Linked DNA regions of Sus scrofa: all the other regions are linked to region 3. Evidence: chromatin contacts called from public Hi-C, HiChIP or PLAC-seq and promoter capture Hi-C data. All regions are on one chromosome and are shown on one strand. Each heading gives the region's core, a stretch centred on a gene start, on an enhancer-like site or on the middle of the called end of the contact. The rest is flanking DNA. Distances are from core to core; before and after follow the strand shown.

Region 1 (3,125 bases), core at 430-2,929, 460 kb after region 3:
GACTATTTCTTCAATTTTTTTGCAATTCACAATGTAACTATAGATACCACACACTTTTAATTTTAATTTCCATTAATGGCATTTTCTGCATCACTTTTTTTTTTCTTGGCTGCTCTGAGGCATATGGATTTCCCAGGCTAGGATCAGATTTGAGCTGCAGTTGCAAACTACTTGACAGCTTCAGCAATACTAGTTCTTTTAACCCACTGTGCCAGGCTGGGGATCAAACCATTTGCTGGTGCTGCAGAGATGCTGCCGATCCTGCCACAGTGGGAACTCTTTCATCACTATTTTAATTCTGAACAATAACCAGCAACAAATCAAACCCTAATTTGTAGCTTTTGCCTCTTTTCATGGTGGAAAACTCCCACTATGGTCCCCTCTAAGCTACCATTGGGACATCATGAAACCCAGAGTTGCATGTACCCTTTTAGACAGAATATCTACCATATACATACAAGAGGTATAAATTACCTCAAGTGCATAAATAAAAGTAATTAGGAAATGATGTCTTTGTTTTAATAATTTATTTATTTGATTGTAAGTTTGTATCAAATTGAACTATATAAAATTGCTGTTATGCAACTTTTTTTTTTTTTTTTTTTTTTTTTTTTTTTTTTTTTTTTTTGCATGTGGAAATTACTAGGCCAGGAATCAAACCCAAGCCACAATTGCAACCTATGCCACAGCTGCAGCAATGCTGGGTCCTTAACCCGCTGCATCACATGTGAACTTCCACGATCATTTTTTTAATTTACCAAAGTGGTAAATTCATATATAATTCAATCTAAAACATACCCAGGGAGTTTGGGTGTGTGTGAGTTTGAGTATGCTTTGAGTTTTGAGGTCAAGTTTTGAGTCTGAATTTGAGTTTTGAGTTTGAGTATGTTGGGGGGAGGGTTGGATAATGAAAAAGAAAATAATAACTTCTGTTTATTGAATACGTTCAAAGCTCTACACTGTTTGGTTCTCTGTGATTTCCAACAACTAAAACAGAATTTACATTGACTCAATCATACCGAGCTTCTTTCAGTTTGGAAATATTGAGAAGAGACTGGCGAATTTCTGACCTTTCAGTTAAGAATTTGGCACAACATATGTGAAAGTGAAATACTACATATGTGAAATTGTGATCAGGATCTGTCATATACAGAAGTTCCCAGACCAGGAAATGAACCCATGTCACAGTAGTGACCAGAGCCACAGCAGTGAAAATGCCAAATCCTCAACTGCTAGGCCACCAGGGAACTCTATATTTGATAGAATTTTTGAGCTAAGCATAGAGGAAAACTAACACTCTTTTTTGGCGCATGAAACAACAATTAAGTCCTGGCTTAAATAAACTGCATTCTGAGCTGCCTCAGGGCTTCTGAGAGCTGGTTCCTTATTTGGAATGTGGGTAATACTATCATATTAGTATTTTTCAAAGGTAGTGGCTTATTACTATAGAATCACAAGACTGTGTACCTGCTCCCAGGACTGTTTTCTGGTCTCTGCGCCTAGACTGGGGGTGGGGAGAGAAGCAGGTACCAGGCTTTGGCCAGGTTAAGGCATTCCTGGCCTTTTGTTTTACAAACACCCCATGCTGCTGAACTAGCTTCTCCAGGATCTCCAAACTGCCTACTTGCCTTTGATCTATTTACATTAAGTTAATTTTTTAAAGCCCTTCCTTTCTTTTTAATAGTTCTCAAGATGTTTAAAACTAATGTCATTTACAATGGAAACCTCAGAAGCTTACATGGGAAGAAAAGTTTACAAAATGTTCAGTTGTAGCAGGGGTTCTAGTAGCGAAGCTGGGAAGGCGCTAGTTGCTCTGGTAGGGAAGGAGCAGAGCCCTGACCCGCCCTCACCTGACCTCCTCCCCCGCCTCATAGCAGGGGTTTGGTTCCTGGGTTCACTAAGGTTATCTAGCTGATTCACTGTTGAGGTAAAAACAGGACTGAGCTCATGGTGTTGAAAGCCACTGAAAGCGGAGGAAACTAGTCATGAAAACCCTGACTATCAGCTGAGAGATCACTTCCCAATAACTCCTGGCAAGAGCTAAGTACTTTTCTCCAGGCTGGTGCACGTCTTCAGGGCTGGTCAGGACACAGAGCTGTTTCAGCCTAGGTGGGCAGTGATTGCTTCCTCCATGTTTGAGGGCGCTGAGCTGTACTTCAATGTGGACCATGGCTACCTGGAGGGCTTGGTGCGAGGGTGCAAAGCTGGCCTCCTGACCCAGCAGGACTACATCAACCTGGTCCAGTGTGAGACTCTGGAAGGTAAGTGCTACCCTTTTCACCTTAAAAAAAAGGTGTGTGGGGTGGGGAAGCGGGGGCGGGGGGGGGGGGGGGGGGGGGGATGGACGACTGATGCTGCCTGCTGGAAGCTAGATTGGGGGCTTTAGTCTCAAGGCCTGAGAGTTCTGGGTAGGCTCTTATTCTCAAGGCCAAGACTTCAGGGCTACATGAACTTGGAAGAGCAAAAAAAAAAAAAAAAAAAAAAAAAAAAAAAAAAATTACATCTCTATTTTCGTTATTCCCTAAGTGAAATTTAGCATTTCCTTTTATGACTGCAAGCAACAAATCACAGTAGTTAAAACTTTTGTCACCAATAAAAGGCAGTATGTTCATATCCTTATACAGTTCTTGCAGATACCTTGAAATATCATTTATATTTTCACTATTACAAAATTATACTAGATTTGCACTCCTCCTTGATATTTCATGTCTTAATAAAGAAGCACGTTATATAAATTTTAAATATCTTAACTATATTTTAATATATTTAGTGTCCTTTGAATACTATATATTTTCATTGTACATATTATTTATAAATATTATTTGGAGAATGATTTTACCAAACTGTCCAATGAGCTATAGTTAAGAAACCCCCAAAACCTTGGTCTAGAGAATTTTATTCTATCTCATTTCTCAGTATCTATTAGTATGAGAGTATGTATATTTGAGGTTTTTTTTTAAATAAAGCTTAAGAAAAAAAATCAAGAGACATTGGCATGGGAGTTCTCATTGTGGCGCAGTGGAAAAAAATCTGACTACTATTGCATGAGGATTCAGGTTCGATCCCTGGCCTCGCTCAGTTTGTCAGGGATCCGGCATTGCTGTGAGCTGTGGTGCAGGTAGCAG
Region 2 (3,391 bases), core at 234-2,733, 330 kb after region 3:
ATTTATCCCAGTGGGCATGGGAAAGCACCAAAACTTCTTGAGCAAAAGAATCAGATTCTGTTTTATAAAGGTCTGCTGACACCATCATGAGAACTGAACGAATGATAACAGGTGAGAAGGTGGGTGAAGCAGAAGAGAGATGGTGAGATTGGTATGGTAGGCTGCTGAGAGAACAGGTAAGAGATGATGTTCTGATCTAGAGAGATTCAATTTTGACTCTGATTAGCTAAAATCAGATCATCTATATGAAATACTGAACAGAGAAACATTGGGCTAGAGGCATTACTTTAACAGATACTTATTTAGTACCTAGTGTCTGCTAGGAGATGCAGCAGTTGCCAGGGAGAGAAAGATAAACCCTCATTCTAAGAAAGCTCCAAGCCTGAGGAGTGAGACCAGTCAAGTCAACAGCATTGGCATCAGTGAGGTAAGAGCTATATTAAAGCTTAAGGAGTTTCCATTGTGGCTTTGTGGGTTAAGAACACAACATAGCATCCATGAGGATGCAAGTTCCATCCCTGGCCTTGTTCAGTGGGTTAAGATGCAGTGTCACCACAAGCTGTGGTGTAAGCTGCAGATGTGGCTGGGATCCAGTGTTGCCATGGCTATGGCATAGGCCTCCACTGCAGCTCCAATTGAACCCCTAGCCTGGGAACTTTCATATGCCTCAGCTGTGGCTATAAAAAGAAAAAAAAAAAAGGGCAAGAAAGGCTCTGGACACAATGATAGAGGATCTACATTCTCTGATTATCCCAAACACTAACTTCATAAGCGCTAGCATGTGTTTGAACAGCTCCTATGTGCCAAACTGTGGGTATGCCTTACATACACCATCTCCTTAAAGAGCAAGATACTAAAACTTACTTTTAAATGGTCTGTCTCCTCCCTCCAAATATCTTAACTACCCAACACTATTGTAACAAATTATGTTGTGGCTCATTTGTAATACACTAATTTCTTTTTCTTTCTTTCTTTCTTTCTTTCTTTCTTTCTTTCTTTCTTTCTTTCTTTCTTCCTTTTTCTTTCTTTTTTTTTTCTCAGCTACATTAAACACTTTATTTCTTTACCAATACTAATTTGAAGAAAATATGGTAATATTTGTTAAATCTGGTTTGGTAGATGTATAGATGTCTTCTCTATTATTTTCCATACTTTGCTGTGGAGTCCACTCCTTTCTGTGTGACTGAGAAATAGGACTTTTGTATTTCCCAGTTTTTCCCCATGGCTATGATTATCCAAAACACATGATTATGTTAATAAAAAAAAAGGCATTAAAGATAACCTTTTGCAAAGGTACACATTTGGACTGCTAATTACAGCAGCTTAATTTATATTGCTCCCATTTATGGTGGATTTAGCTCTTACTTAACAAGAGCTTAAGAAAACATTAACAGATTGCAAATCTTGTCCCTACTTTTATGCCCCAGTTAACAGCACAGCTGAATATTAACCTCCTAGTTTTATAGAGGACGGAGCCTGAGGTCACTTGGAGCAGCTTGTTCAATCAACAGGCCTGACATGCGTCATGCTGCTGGTCCTGCCACAGGTCCGGATGTAAAACTGGGTTCATTTCTTAAGGACACAACCAGGCTTCCCCTGTGTATCTATGCTGTACATTGCATGGATGTTGGAAGACATGATAATTGGCTGATAAACATTTATGTGGAGGTAAATCTAGCTTTATTTCAAATTGTCTCTGAGATCCTCAGACAACAGATGTCTGTGACAACACCTTTGTCAGTGAAAAGATTTTCTGTTTTACACTTTACATATAATTTTATTCAGTTAAAAGAAACAGGTTTTTATGAGCTGCAAAAGTCCTCTGGTCCCAAGACAATGATCCATCTGCCATCCATGCAAGTTATTTTCATGGCATCAATATTTTTCCCAACTAAACAGCAAGTTCCCTAAAGGCAAAAACATGTATTATATTTATTCTGCAAACCCTAATATGGTACACATGAGATGTGGACAAAATACTCCTGCATTTGGCTTTGCTACTTGTCATCTGTACGTCTTTAGCAAATTCCCTTCACTTCCCCAAGCTTCAGTTTGCTTATGTGTCAAAAGAGGGAATAATACCTTTTGAAAACTAAATTAGATAATAAATTTAAATGATGCTCTGTAAACCTAAATAAATTACCAAATATCATCTAAATTACATTACTAGTACAGGTATTACTGAGTATTATACCCATATAAGTATAATCTTGCTATTGATGATTAAGAGGAACCAGCGAAAACAAATTCCTCTTGTATCTTATGTGGAAAAACTCTCAGAGGTAGAATTTCTGAAAGGAGAAAAAATTTTGCTTTAGATGATTTGTACAGCACTGTCATTTGTGACAATGTCCTTACATTTTTATGATAATAGCAATGATATCAATTATGTCCAGAGATTATAGTGTGGAGGAAATCTATGATATTTATCAAGAAATAAGTTTTTTAACTCAAAATACTGTCCATCATTTGTATTACAATTAGGAAAAAAGGGCAAGAAATATACTTTTCATTACCAAAAATGAAGGAGAAAGGAGATTTAAAGTACTAAAAAAAAATGGAGTTCCCGTTGTGGTGCAGTAGAAATATATCCAACTAGTATCCATGAGGATGTATGTTCAATCCCTGGCCTCACTCAGTGGGTTAAAGATCCAGCATTGCTGTGAGCTGTGGTGTAGGTTATAGACATGGCTCAGATCCTGTGTTGTTTTGGCTGTAGTGTAGGCTGGCAACTGCAGCTCCACTTTGACCCCTAGCCTGGGAACTTCCATGTGCTGTGAGTGGGGCCCTGAAAAGCAAAAAAAAAAAAACGTTTTATCTCAACCTTAGAAGGGAAGACAGCTAATGGATTTATTTCCACCAATGTATCTATCATCTTTATCATTTAAGGTCAGAGATTCCATAGCAGCGTGTCTTCTATTTAACCCACTGTAAGCAAGACAGCTAGTATCTTTCCTGAGTTGGTGCTCAGCTGGAGCTGTCCACTTCCTCCAAATAAGAACATATTGTAGTGGGAATTCCTGTTGTGGTTCAGGGGGTTAAGAACATGACATAGTGTCTGTGAGGTTGAACCTCGTTCAGTGGTTTAAGGATCTGGCTTTGCCACCAGCTGCAGCGTAGGTCAAAGATACCACTCAGCTCCAGGGTTGCCAAGGCTATGGCTTATGTTGGGGAGCATGGGGAGTGAGAGAGGTGAAAGGAAGTAATGCTACATTAGCTACCTGACTCTAAAGAGCATTTTACAAAATGCTCACAGGAATTTCCGTGGTCTTTATAGACCAACCCCTCCCAGACTTGATAATTAGGGGATTTTCTTAAGGATTTGTCTGCTAAGTATTTCCTTGACTAGCTACTGCTTTTGTTTGTTTTCTTACTAACTTTACATTTTCCT
Region 3 (3,219 bases), core at 626-3,125:
ATAGCTCATGGCAGTGAAGGATCCTTAACCCACTGCGCAAGGACAGGGATCTAACCGGCATCCTCACAGATACTAGTCAGGTTTGTTACTGCTGAGCCACGACAGGAACTATCGAGGCCCTCTTCTTTTGAATTAAGTAAATATTTGAAAATTATGCAAAGAATCAAAATTATTGTATAGGAGTTCCCGTCATGGCTCAGTGGTTAATGAATCCGACTAGGAACCATGAGGTTGCGGGTTCGGTCCCTGGCCTTCCTCAGGGGTTTAAGGATCCGGCGTTGCCGTGAGCTGTGATGTAGGTTGCAGACGTGGCTCGAATCCCGCGTTGCTGTGGCTCTGGCGTAGGCCGGCGTCTACAGCTCCGATTTGACCCCTAGCCTGGGAACCTCCATATGCTGCGGAGAGCGGCCCAAGAAAAATGGCAAAAAGACCAAAAAAAAAAAAAAATTATTGTATAGCCTCCATGAGAGACTATGCAGCTACAAATACAAAATTCTCTGTAACTACGAACTACATTTTGTGATGGTCCTAGAAACCAAAAATAGCTCATTGCCTAAGAATTCACTGGTGACATCCACCCAAAAAACCCCACAAAGAGGTACACACTTTCCTGGAGTCTTAGGACAAGACCAAATGTATCTAAATCTGAATCATTTCTGTTTGTATGGAATTGACTGAAATAAAAAAGTAAATAATGATTTTAAAATCAACATTGGAATAATTTACACTAATATTATAATTTATCCTTTTATTTATCTATATGAGTGATGTCAGGGCTGTTAGACTTGTGTGAAACTGTGTCCTGCTGCCCCAAGTTTAACTTTAATACTATGCTCTTAGTGATCTCAGAGATTCACAGGACAGAAAACCCTTCTCCCCTTTTTGTGACAAAGTCCCTTGAGGGAAATGAATTCTGTTCACACCTCAAAATAATCCTGACTTAGGGCATTGGGTACAGGAGAAACGGTGCCTCACATACCCACGAAAAGGAAATGAATAAGGGCAAAATGCCTAGGGCCTAGGAAAGCCACAATGCTGCCTTGACTCAAAAATGTCCACTCTTCAGTTTCTTTGAATTAGTTCTTAGGTATGCCAGATGCCCACTTTCCTTTGTCAGCCAGGGAAAGTTCTTATCTTTTTGCAAGACAGTCTTTCTTTTACCCAATTCCTGTGAAAAAAAAGTGATTTTTAGAAGTTTTGATTGCTTTAAATCAATACGTACTCCACTAGGAAGTCTCTCCTCTAAAGTGTATTTTGAAAGAGAAGAAAGAAGGTAGAATGAACAAACATTTGGTGAACATTTCAAGAGACCTTGACAGCTTTCAAGGAAATGCATTCTTCGGACTTGAATCGAAGACACCCTCTCCCTCCTTCTTGGTTTATTCCGCAGCCTTCCAGCAGGGGGCGCGTAGTTCTCAGCGTGATGCTTCTCCCTCCCTAGCGCCTCAAGGACCGTATCCCTATTTGCCCCAAGGTCATAGCTCCTAAGCAAGCCCGGGACGCCCGCGAGCAAGCCCTTGGAGCTAGAGACCTCGGCGTGGGTGGGGCCGATGGGGCGGGGCTGGAGTGCTCCTAGGCCAGGGATGCAATCACAAAGGGGACAGGGGATCAGAGATACCGGACGCGGGTCCTCAGCAGTCAGCGCCGCCGCCAGCCTCAGCGCTCCGGAGGGGGATGGGGTGCGTGTAGACGCTCCGCAGCCCAGTCCGACTCAGGAACCCCGGAGCCGCCGCCGCCACGCGCGCGGGGAGCACGGAGCCTCGTGGAGGCCCAGGGACCCGGGGCCGGGACCCGAGGTCGGGCCGCAGGCCGAGGGGAGACGAGTGGCGGGAGAGGAGCTCCTGAACCTGGCCCAGCGCCCGCCGAGAGGGCGTTCTCCCCGCCCCCGGAGCCTCGCCCTCCTGGCCCGCCCCGAGCGCGGGGAGATCACCTCCGCCCGTCACCTCCTCCCCCAGTCGCCCAGGTCCACCCAGGGCCCCTTCCCCCCGGCCGCCCCCGAGCACGAAGTTGGCGGGAGCCTATAAATACCAGCGACGGCGCGACCCGCGGACATACGGTGCAGGCGCTCCAGCAGCCGCCGCTAGACCGGCGCCAACTCCTGCCCTGCCCCTACCAGCGGCACGACCATGTCCCATCACTGGGGATACGACAAGCACAACGGTGAGTGCGGGCTGCGGGCGGGGCGGCGTCTGCGCCTGGGGCTCCGGGCCCCTCTGGGGCCCAGCAGCGCACGCACCTGCTATTTCCCGCTGCCGCCTGGAGCACCCGAGGCTCAGGTGCGCCCCCGACGCCTTGCCCGCGCGCCCGCGGCTCCCCGGCGCGGGATGCCCCCAGCTCAGAGCCGGAGTCCACTGTCGAGGAATCCCTGCGTCCAGCGGTGGCGCGCGGTGCCGGGGGAAGGGGGCGCGCAGAAGCAGCAGTGGGACCCAAGGACAGCCCTTCCCGGGTCACGAGCCGGAGACCATCCTATTCCGACCCAGGAGGAAACTAGGGCGAATTGTAACGATACATTTTAGTTATTGATCGCAGAGAAATTAGGGGACCCTATTTTCCCCCTACCTTACCCTACCCCCAGTTCATCTTCAGCACCACTTGTGGCTGAGACTCTCAGCACGAAGTGTCCCGGGGCATTTTCTTGGGGTGGTTTGAATCCACTGCGCTGATTTCTGAGTTTTTCCTTCGTCTCTCCGCTTCTAATGTTAGGAAGTCACCAGGAACCCGGCTTTATCGGCGTCACAGATCTGGGTTCTCCTGAACCAGCAGACCAAAGAGAAAAATGTGTCTAAACCACCTTGAGCCTCTTTGGGGGTTTGGGGCTTTCTAGATCGTGGGAATCCTAACCATTAAAGCAGGGTTGCCCTGCCTGAACAGTGATTCTGACCTTACTGATCTAGTAAAAGGACAAGAGAGAGGAATCCCCATCTGCTGGAATGTCTTAAGTGAGCTTGCATCGTCCAAATCCTAATCACAAGCCTAATGTCAGTCACTCAATGGCAGTAAAAGGAACATAAAATAGCTAATATTTATATGGTGCTCACTACTTGTTCTAAAAGCTTTTACGTATATTGATTCTGATTCTCACATCAACCTTTAATACAAATGAGGAAACTAAGGCACAGATTGTGTTTCACTAAAGTTATTCAGCTGTTAATTATGCCGCCAAAATTAGAGCCAGACAGATTGGCTCCAGAGCCATTGCTCTTTTCTAGGGGTCTGGGT
Region 4 (3,004 bases), core at 208-2,707, 350 kb after region 3:
TGTTAGCCTTGAGTGCCCAGTGCCTAGGGGATGGCCCTGGTCCTACAATGGCTTCCCCTTATTTTGTCACCATTCCTGAAGTTTCACCACTTATTCCTCTGCATCTTAACAGATTCTTGTAGTTTCCTAAATCCAATACCACAAAACATCCTGGGTAAAGTATTGTGCCATATATGTTAGAGAAAGTCTATTTATAGACAGCTGAGAAAAAGTTATGGAAATCAAATGTGTCAGAAGTGTTTAAAAGTTCAATATCCAAAGTGGAGTTAAGAAACTTTATAATCCATCAAAAAAAAGAAACTTTATAATCCAACTTGGTATATTTAACAGTTTTGCCTATATTTGAAATTATTATCATAGAAACTCTTCTATACAGCAAAATGCTATTTGTAAAGTTTACTAAAATCTAAAATAAAACTCTGATAACTCTCGTGAGCAATAAGAAACTATTTTTCTTCATTTGTGCTTGTCTTTTGAAATAATAAATTAAGAAATACCTTCTGTGTTGCTTTAACTCTCAAATGATTTTTATCATTACTATTATTATTTTTTTTTTAGGATGCTCAGAAGAGCAACCATTTTGTAAGCACCTGTGGCCCTTGTTACCAAGGTAGAATTGCACTAGTTTTAGAAGTGCATTTGGATATAGGTGCTGCAGTGTGAGGTTCACTATGCTTTTGAAATACTGGAGTGAATTGGCTGATCAGCAAACCTATGAAAGGTGATCTGCTCAGCTGAGTGCTTAGCCAGAAGATTGTTTCCTTTGGCAGACAACCTAGAGAGGCTATTTGCTTTATCCATGAAATATATATTTAGTATAAATAGTAAGCATTGACTTTATATCCCTGAGTGGATGAAAAATGATCTATTTACTCTGAGAATATCAAACCAGCAATCTTACAGATCTCAATAAAAAGGGGGAGAATTTGAGGGACTCCAAGACCAACAAGCTCAGAGAATGTGTCACTGAACTCTCTCCTATGTCATCCCCCCCCCCCTCAGTTCTAATATACTCCCAAATGTGCCTTAGATAGCTGCCTTCTCACAAAAGCAAGATTGTGCCCCTTCTCCCATTTCAGGAGCCTGATTTCATCAACCCTCACCAGCATCCACTCTCCCTCCTATGGTAGAGCCTAGACAAGCCGCCCCCCCCACCCCTGCTGTGCCCTCAACATGGAGACTCTCCCCACCCCCCAAACCCTGATATTCTTTGGCTTCTGGGCAGTTACTCATTGATTTCTTTATGGTTTGCTTTGCTCTCTTCCCAGAAGAGTTATCAAAAAAAAAAAAAAAAAAAAAAAAAAAAGTGAGGCAATACCTCCAAATATCTTAAAAATATACTAATAGTTTAGGTAGTTGCTTTATCTCAAGATAATTTAAATTAATTTCTGTGATGCAGCCTTGCCTGACCTCAGGGAGTTAAGGTCCACAGGCAGGATTAGAGAAGAGACAGGCAGGGAGAGATTAGATGTACTCTGGGACAAAAATAAGCAAAGGAAACAGGGCTATGCTTTCAGGCATGGATTAATTTAATTTTCTGGGGGGAGAAAGAGATTGTTCAGGGCTTAAATCCATGTGGGTGTCTTAGATGCTGATGAAATTTGACATTTTAAGTTGCTTTTTCCTTTTTCGACAGATAGATAAAGATAAGCAGAAAAATGACTCCTTATTCCTTCCAAGAAGGAAAGACTATAGGGTTTTATTTTAATAATTCAAATCTTATTTCCATAAAATACCCTTTGCATAGACTATACCTTTTAAGCTTGTTGCTAAAAAGGCTGATACTTGGTGTGAGTTCAGTTCAGGAACTCAATAATTAATCCCTAGGAGACAACAGGATTTAAACCACTGGATGTTTACTGGAGACATCGCTAATAAAAAAAAAAAAAATTCTGAGCAGCCCAATTTTATGATTTACACATGAAATGAGAGAATGCTCAATTGGCAGGAAATATTGAAATACTGAATAATTGAAATGAGGATTTGCTTATGAATAAGGCGAACTCCAGCACCTGTGAGGGGCTGGGGAAATGGCAGAGGGCTTCCTCCCCCAGACACCTCAGAGTCCTGTTGGCAAGCTGGCTCCAGGGAAGAGCACTGGGGAGGGACGTGTCAGCCTAAGGTCCTCTCCTGGACCATCTCTGACCAGCTATGACTTTCATCACAGGAACCAGCTGCATTTCCAGAGGTGCAGGGGAAGGAGGGTGGGAGTGTGAGAAGCCAGAGGGGCTGGTGTGGTTAAAGGGCTTTGAAATCCAAACACATTAAAACTAAGTTGTATTGTAACCGAGCTAGTGCCCTGTGGAGCTCCTAGGCACATAAGCTTTCTTGTCCTCCATTACTTGTTTTTAGGGAATGAGCCTCAGCCTCCCTGACCTTCCTTGAGTCACAAAGGGCAGTTGCTAATCAGGGAAGGGAGGGGATGCAGAGACCAGGGAGCAGCAGTGCAGCCCTGGGGCAGGGTCCTGGTTCCTCCTCTAGGAATGTACATAACAATATCTTTGAGCTTTTCTGTAGAAATAAAACCCCCAACAAACGGAAGATCTACTTGAAGAAGCATTCTTCATTCCGGGAAGGAGGACCACTGGAACCTGTCCTGGGGCCACTGAACACCAGCTTTGAGAAACAGCGCAAGCTAGCCTCTGCCCTAAACTTTATCTGTGGCCCTGATCCTTATTCCACTCTCCAAACTATAAAACCACCTCCTGACCCCTTCCAAAGGGGAGCACAGGCTTTAAGATTAGCCTGCTGTGGCCCCCTTTGCCTGGAAAAGCAATAAAGCTATCTTTTTCTCCTTTACCCAAAACTCTATCTCCATGCTTCAATTCAGCACCAGCACACAGAGGCCGAATTTTGGTAATAGTATCACCATGACCCCAGACACCTTAAAAGAAGGTTCCCTATCTTAAAGGAACTCAGCATCTTTAAACAAGTTCCTAAGTAGACAAAAAACGATGGTTAGCAAACTCTTTTTTCCCTTCATGGCTAAATTAGAAATGGCTAA

Evidence for each region. Promoter capture Hi-C pulls out the DNA fragments that hold promoters and counts their contacts. Hi-C and Micro-C count contacts between places; a contact is called where the count stands out from the background. HiChIP or PLAC-seq counts read pairs in DNA pulled down with a chosen protein or histone mark.
Region 1: a contact with region 3 is called in a Hi-C map of epiblast stem cells, with 2.5 times the contacts expected there. The contact joins the promoter of ATP6V0D2 here to the promoter of LOC100154873 in region 3. A contact is called at or near these places in 1 of 5 promoter capture datasets (fetal liver) and 6 of 47 Hi-C or Micro-C datasets (alveolar macrophages, brain, embryonic fibroblasts and 3 more).
Region 2: a contact with region 3 is called in a promoter capture Hi-C map of liver, with 12 times the contacts expected there. The contact joins the enhancer-like site here to the promoter of LOC100154873 in region 3. A contact is called at or near these places in 5 of 5 promoter capture datasets (fetal liver, fetal skeletal muscle, liver and 1 more), 30 of 47 Hi-C or Micro-C datasets (adipocytes, alveolar macrophages, blood and 16 more) and 1 of 2 datasets of contacts at active chromatin or transcription factors (skeletal muscle).
Region 4: a contact with region 3 is called in an H3K27ac HiChIP or PLAC-seq map of skeletal muscle. The contact joins the enhancer-like site here to the promoter of LOC100154873 in region 3. A contact is called at or near these places in 4 of 5 promoter capture datasets (fetal liver, liver and skeletal muscle), 17 of 47 Hi-C or Micro-C datasets (alveolar macrophages, blood, brain and 11 more) and 1 of 2 datasets of contacts at active chromatin or transcription factors (skeletal muscle).

The regions. Positions count from the first base shown.
Region 1 is chr4:50,747,927-50,751,051 of Sscrofa11.1, reverse strand. It overlaps ATP6V0D2 (V-type proton ATPase subunit d 2), which reads left to right and starts at 1,679. Exons shown (of 8, transcript XM_003125581.4): 1 at 1,679-2,261. The coding sequence starts at 2,132.
Region 2 is chr4:50,880,898-50,884,288 of Sscrofa11.1, reverse strand. No RefSeq gene overlaps it. Among named protein-coding and RNA genes, the nearest start is that of ATP6V0D2, 130 kb to the right of the region's middle. Within about 2 kb of position 1,483, at least 3 of the 83 cell types and tissues checked have an H3K27ac peak or open chromatin away from gene starts, as enhancers often do. A contact at or near this core is called in liver, where this site is marked.
Region 3 is chr4:51,210,092-51,213,310 of Sscrofa11.1, reverse strand. It overlaps LOC100154873 (carbonic anhydrase 2), which reads left to right and starts at 1,875. Exons shown (of 7, transcript XM_001927805.2): 1 at 1,875-2,160. The coding sequence starts at 2,127. It overlaps MIR9858 (microRNA 9858), which reads right to left and starts at 1,728; the gene lies at 1,651-1,728.
Region 4 is chr4:50,861,219-50,864,222 of Sscrofa11.1, reverse strand. No RefSeq gene overlaps it. Among named protein-coding and RNA genes, the nearest start is that of ATP6V0D2, 110 kb to the right of the region's middle. Within about 2 kb of position 1,457, at least 4 of the 83 cell types and tissues checked have an H3K27ac peak or open chromatin away from gene starts, as enhancers often do. A contact at or near this core is called in skeletal muscle, where this site is marked.